3 separate regions of the Sus scrofa genome follow, and all the other regions are linked to region 2. Evidence: chromatin contacts called from public promoter capture Hi-C data. All regions are on one chromosome and are shown on one strand. The core of a region is the stretch at or near the end of the contact, and the rest is flanking DNA. Distances in the headings are between cores, read along the strand shown. Region 1 holds the start of ZNF22 (zinc finger protein 22). Region 2 holds the start of MARCH8 (E3 ubiquitin-protein ligase MARCH8). Region 3 holds the start of C14H10orf10 (protein DEPP).

Region 1 (2,700 bases), core at 160-2,659, 370 kb after region 2:
ATTGGAATTACTTTCCACATTTTGTGCCAGAAAGTAGACTGTAAAATGGGAATAATTACCCAGGGTCTCTGCATACAAGCTTATAAAGCAAATAATTGAAAACAAAAATTACATCACTGTTATTGCCTTTCCTTCACCTTACTGTAAAATTGAGACTCCAGGCCTGACAGCGCTAAGACTTTAACTGGATATTTAACAATTATATCTGCAGTAATTAAGGCAGGTATTAGAACAAACTGCCTACTACACAAAAATACAGAGAGAACAGTACTCATTTCTTAACTTTAGTAAATATTTATAGGACATCTATGACAAAGAGATATCTGTTAGGTACATGATATTGGTATTCGAAAACAGCTATAATGATAAGTACATACTGAAAAAAACACATTGATTTTTAAATACTATATAAATCAGTTCCGGTCGGAAACTCAGAGACTAACACATCTGGAACACTGCAGATGAGGAAATCACACTAACAGATAGCTGTGTGCCAGTCACTATTATCTTTTTTTTCTGGCCTGGCCCCGGCCATGCGGAAGTTCCTGGGCCAGGAATCAAACCTAGCCACAGCGGTGACAAAGCCGAAACCGTAATCGCTAAGCCACCAGGGAATTCCCTATGCCATCTTACTTAATTCACGGAGTAGGTTTATGGTATTATCTTCGTTGTACTGCTAAGGAAAGGCAGGCATACTCTGGCCAGGTTCCCACACCCTAGCAGCTTGAGCCCAGAGCTTGTACTTTTAGCAGCAGAATGACCTGCAGTCTTAATTCCCAACGTGAAGTCCAGCCCTCTGACCGGTCTTCAGTGTAATTCCATAGTAGATGCGGGTATTACGGTGAATATCAGTACACGGGCTGTTAGCCAAGCGAACACGCCTAACTGCAATGTGCTTGCTTTCTAGTACATAAAATGGGGATGACCATAAAACCCCTACATTATCAGGGCGTTGTAAGTTTAAGTGAGTCAATATCTGCAAGGCTCTCACAAAAGCCTTGTGCTACCCAAGCGTTTGTTCAAAGTTTAATCCTGACAGGCGCCTGATGGATGGCGTAAGGACTACGGCCAGGAGCCCGGGCCTGTCCTCCTCCCGCCAATCGCCGGGGCTACAGTTAAGGCCTCCAACTACCGCCTCTCCAAGGCCGGGCCCGCCCCACTCCCTCCGCCCCGCGGGCCGCGCGGAGCCCTTGCGGCATCCCGGGAGCGGAGGCCAAAGCCGCGCTCGCCACACCGTTGGCGGGTGAGCGCCGCCCTGCCGCGCCCAGCTTGCGCCTCTGGTGCCTCGGAGCACCTGCCCGCGCACCCCAGGGCCACTCACCGCGCCTGCCGTCCGCGGCCCTCGCTCGCCCGCCCGGCGTCCCTCGCGCCACCGGAAGTGCGAGCGCGCCGTTTGTCTGTGCCTCGCGGTCGCTCTAGGAACTTGGCGGATCGACCCTCTATGGTGCCTGGCCCACCGGAAAAAAGAAACCCTTTTCTTTTTGCCATTTTGTTTTCCCCTCGGAAGGCGTCCTGTGGCCCTCAGGACCGCAAGACTTGTGGTCTTCTCCCTTTGTGATGGAGGAGCGACCCACAGGGTGGGGGAGTGGCAGCCCGTGTGGTCAAGGTTTTGAAAGGCAACACCAGCCGGTCTGACCCCGAGGCTCCATTCTTTCGACAAATGTGGAGCACTTATTAATTACATAGAGGTACTTCTGGAGAGCCTAAACTATTTCTGATATTTTTCATGAGCCAATTATTTAATTCTTACCAAAAAAACCCCTACAAGATAGGAACGAGAGTACTCATTTTACAGTTAGGGAGGCCAAGGCTTAGAGTAGAAATCGCCTCACGTTCACACTATGTAAGTTGATGGCCAAAGATCTGTACCCGTCTTTTTGGCTCCAGAGTCTCATGATTTTCAACACACTGCCTTGTTTCTCTTTAGTAATGATGTCTCCTGATTCTGTTCTGTTACAGCCAACCACCTCTACCAACCTGTGCAAGTTCACCTGATCTGTGTCCTCCTTCCACCTGCAGAACTCCAAATCTAATGGCTTCAGATACCATCTGTATATGCTGAAGACTCCCAAACTGGTAACTCCAGTCAAACCTTGGGATGCAAATACTGTTGAACTCTAGACTTATATATCGAGTTGATTACTCGGTGTCTTTTGCATGTGTGATGAACATCCAAACCTAACAAAGCCCCAGATGAACTTCTGATATTCACCTAACCTGTTCATTCAACAGTCTTCAACCCAGCAGTTGATGGTGACTCCATCTTTTCAGTTACTCAAGTCAAAAATATTGATGTCATTGTTTCTCTTTTCACCCCAAATCCAAATCCAAGCCATCTGTAATTCTGTTGGTACTGTCTTCCAAATATATCCAGAATAGAGCCACTTTCAGCATCTCCACTGCTATAACCTCCACCAAGCTCCTGTTATGACCTGTCTGGATTGTTGCATTGGCTTTCTCACTGGTCTCTCTATGTCTACTCACAGCCCCAGAGTGATCCTCCTAAAACTCAAGTCAAATCTTGTCATTCATTTTGTTCAAAATCTTCCAAAGGCTTCCCATGTTATTAGAGCAAAGCCCATGCCCTCACAGGGGTACACAAAGCCATCTCTTGTTCCTTGTTGTATCAGTGCTCAGAAGGTAGCAGGCACTCACAAGTATCTGTTGAATGAATGAATTTGTAAGATGCTCATTATTTAG
Region 2 (2,700 bases), core at 81-2,580:
TCCTAGCATTGCTTCTGAGTACAGCCTAACTTATGATCCCTCTGGATTTACAAAAGGTTCTTGGCCACTTCCTATAGAATGGCAGTATTCCACGTCCATAGATCAACCATCTATTTTGCTTCCCAGACATGCTTCCTAGGCATAAAAGTGTACCAATGGAAGATACCGTTCCTGCCTTCATGAACTATCTGTTCCCAGAGGCAGTAAGAAAAGGTCAAACAGGCCTTATAACCTATTTTCCATAGAAAAGATGAATATGCACAAGATTCAGCACTATATTTTGTACTCTTTGCAGGGCTGCATTCTAGGTGTGTTCAAGAAATGAAAATGATGTTTGACCTTGTCCTATTGACCTTGAGGATTTTTTTTCTTGGCTGTTACCTGCAGCAGCTTGATGTGGGATCTCTGGCTGCAAGGGTAAAAGTGCAACATCCCAATCACTAGACCACCAGGGAACTCTCCTGGAGGATATTTTGAGTCCACTGTTTTGACCTTGTCAATTTGTTTACAAATAGGTAAGTATGCAAAGTGATCACAATTGTATGGAGGAACATGCTTATGAAATAGATCACACCTGGACAACAGAACAATTCTGGAATATTTGAAGGTATTTGCTCACAATTCATTCACGAATTTAGTAAAAAATAATACAAACTACTCATCTTTTACGCAGTTCATGATGAATATTATGGGAGAAATTGTCGGTAAAGTTCGATCTAGGAAAACTGGACTTGGTAGAAATAGTTGCTACAAACAAAGTGAGAGCCATAATCAGGAATGTTTGATGTGGACAAAAGCTGAATGCCAAATCAAATATTTATTTAGATATGTTTGTATTTACACATACAAAGGCTAATCATGAAAATTAAAATATAGTTTAAAGTAAAAATTGTAAGTTTCATAAGCTTTCCTCACACGCTTTCTTTGATGGGGGCTGGGAGAGGTAGGCTGTGGACCTTCACTCTATCTTAGCAGACGCAAACAAATGTGTTCTTAAGGCTCTCCCTTCCTCTGCAAGCTTTGAAAAAGGAAGTATTTTCCATTTTTTTCTCCAAGTTCAACAAGATAAGCCAGACCGAATTCCCTCCCCCTTCCAAAACACGAATAATAACAGGCAGTCCGGCTCAGGGGTCACTAAAGGACGAGGCCAGGGTGGCGGGAGTCGTTCCTCCTCCTTCAGGTTGGTCAGGGCGACAAGGTTGTCACCTTCGCACCGTAGACTGCGAAGCCGGAGCACAGAGGGAGCCAGCCGCTGCTATCAGCGCCGCCCCTGGAGCGCCATCGTCGCCGAGCAACGCCTCCGCCCTCCCCGGGCCGAGCTCGTGACGTATGCATCACGTGACGGGCCAGTCGGCGTCCTCCCGCGGAGGGGTGTAAACAGGCGTCGCGGTGGCCCAGCTGCAGCCTTGCTGCGTCCGCATCTCCCGCATGCTTCAGGCGGGCGGGGGCGACCCCGCAGCGAGCTCAAAGCCCACCTGAGGTAACTCCTGCGGCCTCCAGTTCTGCTTTCCCGGTGCGGCGCGCTGCAATCGCTGCCCGCCGCTAAGGAGGCCGGCCGAGCCCCCGGCCACGGCAGGGGGTGTGGCTGCCGGCTGTGCCTTCTGCGACAGGTGGGCCCATCAGGGCAGCTGCCCAGACCCGGGCTCCGCACTGCCTTCCGCGGCAGAAAAGCGATAGCGACCCCGGGCCGTGGGTTCTTCCGCCCCGGCTCTCTAAGGTTGCCCTTGGGCCAGGCCGAGCCGGAGCCGCAGGAGCCCTCGGGCGCTGAGGGCCGGGAGCTGCCAGCGTGGAATCCCAGTTGAAGTCCTGCACCGGAGGGGCTGTGAGATCTTGGGCTAGTCAGCCCTCCCCTCGGCCTGAGTTTCCACATTTGAAAAATGAAAGTCTGGACTAGGTGATTTGTGAGGACCTTCCCCTTCTGACGTGTGTGATCTTGAGAGAGACTTGCATACATGGGAAGCTGCCAGAGCGAAAGCATAGGTAGATATTTTGACTTTTTAATTGCTCAGTTTCTGTCTGTCTTTCAGTGTTTCCGCTGACACGATTGGGATTCTTGTTCATTGGGGTGAAGTTGTTAATGGAAAACTTAGAGAAAGTCATAATGGTTTATGTTATTGTCCCTCCCCCCACCCGCCCCCAAGGCTTTAAACAATACAACGGAACCTTCTTGCCAAAACCTTAATTAGAAGCCCAAATCTGTCAAAAAGATAAAACCAAAACCTGTATCTGCCTGTCTTCCTCACCCCTTCTCCGCTCGTACTTACCCCTGAGGGACCCCAGAGATCACAGGTTGGAAAGTGCTGTTAACTAGTGAATGTTTTGTGTATTTGTTAATTTGATGGGATCCGGGAGATGAATCCTTTGTGTATGTGAAGTTTTCTATAATTTTTCCGTTATTATTTTTCTATCCGTCTGACTGTATGTCATGTAGTATATTAAGCATATATACTGGAATAAGGCCCCAGAATTTCCTAGAGAGACCTTACTCTTTCCCTCTTTTCTTGCATCCTAGTCCCAGGGAAGTAAGTTTATTTTGCCGAAGTGAGACCTCATGACTGCTGGTTTGGCGGCTCAGGCACAGAATGGGAATGGAAGACTTTTTGCAAGACTTTTATTTGAGACTAACTGAATCCATTAGGGCGCTTCCTCTGAAAGTTAGGAAAGATGGGAAAGTATATGAACTAAAATCGTTAGAGTCAT
Region 3 (2,700 bases), core at 40-2,539, 390 kb after region 2:
AATCAGAGGAAGCCCAGCATAGAGGAGAGGGACCTCTAGGCCCCTGGGAAGCCTTCCCAGGCAGGTGGGGAAGGATGTGGCAGCAGAGGCAGGACTAGAACACAGGTCCCAAGACCTGGGATTTCTATAAGCTGGGAAATCACTGTGGGCTCTAATACACTCGTCAACACTTCCCTCCTCAATTCAGCCTACTGGCTAATTTGCTAATTGCTAACAAAACCTAAGAGAGCCAGAGAGGCTCTACAGAAGCCTCCAGATAGAAGAGCCATCAAGGTGGGAACTGCCACGTTTAACAGAAATCCTGATCTCCCAGCTGGCTGGCCCCATGCCTCAGTCCATCAGGAATACCCTATCCAGAATACATGAACTTGGGACTGTCAGGTCCTCCTGTTTGCTCAGCACCTGGGATCCATCAATCAGACCTCAGGCTTGGGCTGTTGTATCAATGACTGCTTTCTGTCCTCTGCCTGTGGATACAAGACAGGTGTCTTCCAGGAGGGCCCATGATGGGAGTATGGCCTGAGGCCTGTCTGAGAAGTACTGGTACTGGCTCTTTACAAGAGCTTCCCCAGGGTTTCCCACCTCATCCTCAGCAGCCTCCTGTGCTGACACACTCATCCCTAGTCATTGGCAGTGGCCTGGGTGCTCCCCAGTCTCCCTGTTAGCTGTCCCTTGAAAGCCCATGAGCAGCGGCTAAGTCAATCCTTTGAAGCAGAAGCCAGACTCTTGCACCCTCAATGGAACACTGCAGTCCTACTATTACCTTCAGAGAGAAAACCAATGTCCATGCCAAGACCCACTGGCCTACCCCACCCCACCATGGGCCAACCATGTGGCCCCTGGCTGTCCCCTGAGCATGCCCAGCAGACTCTCCACAGTGGCTCTGCACATGCTGCCCCCTTGGCTGGGAAGGCACGGCCTTCATTTGCTCAGCTCTCTGCTCAATGTCCCCTTTCAGCGAACACACTCCTGACCTCTCTACCACAGTGCAGCTGGACTTTTCTTTGCAGCCATAATCAACGCCCAACATTACAGCACCTATTCACCAAGTACTTACTGCTCTCCTGCACTAAAAATTAAGCTCTGGGACACAATGACTTGTTCACTGCTACGTATAGAACAGTCGCTGGTACACAGGAATACTAGTTAGATACCTGGGGAACAAATAAGCTGCCAGTTCTCATTTGAAAGCACCACCCCTGGGAAGTGGCAAGACCAGGACTCCACAGGCTGTCCTTAGTTCCAGACGAAGGTGGGCACATCTTGACTCCTAGAAGGCCCAGGAAGCCTGGCCTTGGCTACCTCCTTGCACTGCCCTGTCTGGCAAGCCCTCTAGCAGGTGCAGGCCCAGGTCTCTATCTAAGCTAGCACAGGGCCAGTGTCCTGGGGTTGCAGGATGCTGGTGGAAGATATAATGGAAACATTTCTAGGCAGCGGTGGCAGGTCCTAGGGCTGCTTGTGGGAGCCCAGTGGAGTCCCTGCCTCTCCCAGTGGCCTGAAGTGGCCAGGACTTGTGGCCGCCCCACCCCGGCCCTGCAGAGTAAACATTCCCAGAACCTCCCACAGGCATAAACACTTGCTCCAAGCTGGCAGCTGGGCCAGGCCCCGCCTGCCAAGCTGTTTTCCTCTGAGAGCCTTCCTGAGCCCTGCTATTTTTGGCCCTCGTGACAGTAATTGATTGCTGGTGGAAAGGTATAAAAGCAACTGCCAGCCTCAAAGTTCGCCAGACAGCTTGGGAGGGACTCCGCTCTGGACAGCAGTACATGGGACAGAGGCCGTGGTACATCATCCTCGTTTTCCTCCGGCCAGCGATCTGACGAGGGACACAGGGTCCAACCGCTGGACCCCGATCTCTTTGCCCCAAGCTTCCTGGGACCTTTCCTCGGACTCCTTTGCCCATCCAGCATCCCTGCTACCCCCAGGCCCCCTCAGCTACAGGTAAGAGAGAGCTACTGCCCTCCGGTTTGAGGTAAAACAGAGAGGCTTTGTGGGGCTTCAAGGGCTGTTCTCAGCCTGGGACGTGCACAGCCTCACTGCAGGTTAGAGAACAGGACGCAGCTAGTGGCCATGACAATTATATTCATAAAGGAGTGTTATATTCATAAACGGATTTCACATGAGGTGTCCTTCCGTATGTTCCTCCCAGCGCCCTGGAGAGTGGGTATTTATAACCCTGTTTTTCAGATGAGTGGAGGCTTGGAGAGCTGACTTGGCCGAAGGACCCCAGGTCAGAAAGTACAGAGCTTGGTTTGAAACCCAAGTTTTCTCTGACTCCAGTCTCTTAGGCTTGGTTCTCTTATTTGTACAGGTTCTTACCCAACAGTAAGGATAGAGCCTGAAGTAATATCAGGGGGAAGGAAAAGTCCAGGAGTTCAAGCCTCTTCTTGTATCTGTAGACTTGAAACTGCTCTCAGGCATACAATTCACACAGGGAGCCTCAGATGGGGGAGGGGACCCAGGAGGGGTGTCAGGGTATTGGCAGTGTCTCATCCCCTTTCCTCTGTCAACCAACAGTTTGCAGTTTCCCCGTGGCAAGGAGCCATGAGGTCCCGGCTCTTGCTTTCTGTGCCCCATCTGCCCACAATTCGGGAGACCTCAGAGGAGATGCTGCCTGTGGGGCCCGGAGAGGAACCCCCTGCCTCCCCCAGCCTGGATGACTACGTGAGGTCCATTTGTCAGCTGGCACAGCCCACCTCAGTG

The links. Promoter capture Hi-C pulls out the DNA fragments that hold promoters and counts their contacts.
Region 1: a contact with region 2 is called in a promoter capture Hi-C map of liver, with 3 times the contacts expected there. The contact joins the promoter of ZNF22 here to the promoter of MARCH8 in region 2. A contact is called at or near these places in 1 of 5 promoter capture datasets (liver), 1 of 47 Hi-C or Micro-C datasets (fibroblasts) and 1 of 2 datasets of contacts at active chromatin or transcription factors (alveolar macrophages).
Region 3: a contact with region 2 is called in a promoter capture Hi-C map of liver, with 4 times the contacts expected there. The contact joins the promoter of C14H10orf10 here to the promoter of MARCH8 in region 2. A contact is called at or near these places in 1 of 5 promoter capture datasets (liver) and 1 of 2 datasets of contacts at active chromatin or transcription factors (alveolar macrophages).

What each region holds. Positions count from the first base shown.
Region 1 is chr14:91,095,479-91,098,178 of Sscrofa11.1, forward strand. ZNF22 (zinc finger protein 22) reads right to left here and starts at 1,410. Exons shown (of 2, transcript XM_003483520.4): 1 at 1,322-1,410.
Region 2 is chr14:90,724,220-90,726,919 of Sscrofa11.1, forward strand. It overlaps MARCH8 (E3 ubiquitin-protein ligase MARCH8), which reads left to right and starts at 1,331. Exons shown (of 7, transcript XM_005671227.3): 1 at 1,331-1,980.
Region 3 is chr14:91,117,043-91,119,742 of Sscrofa11.1, forward strand. It overlaps C14H10orf10 (protein DEPP), which reads left to right and starts at 1,290. Exons shown (of 2, transcript XM_003359280.4): 1 at 1,290-1,938; 2 at 2,515-2,700. The coding sequence starts at 2,542. All of the region lies in intron 3 of RASSF4 (Ras association (RalGDS/AF-6) domain family member 4), which reads right to left.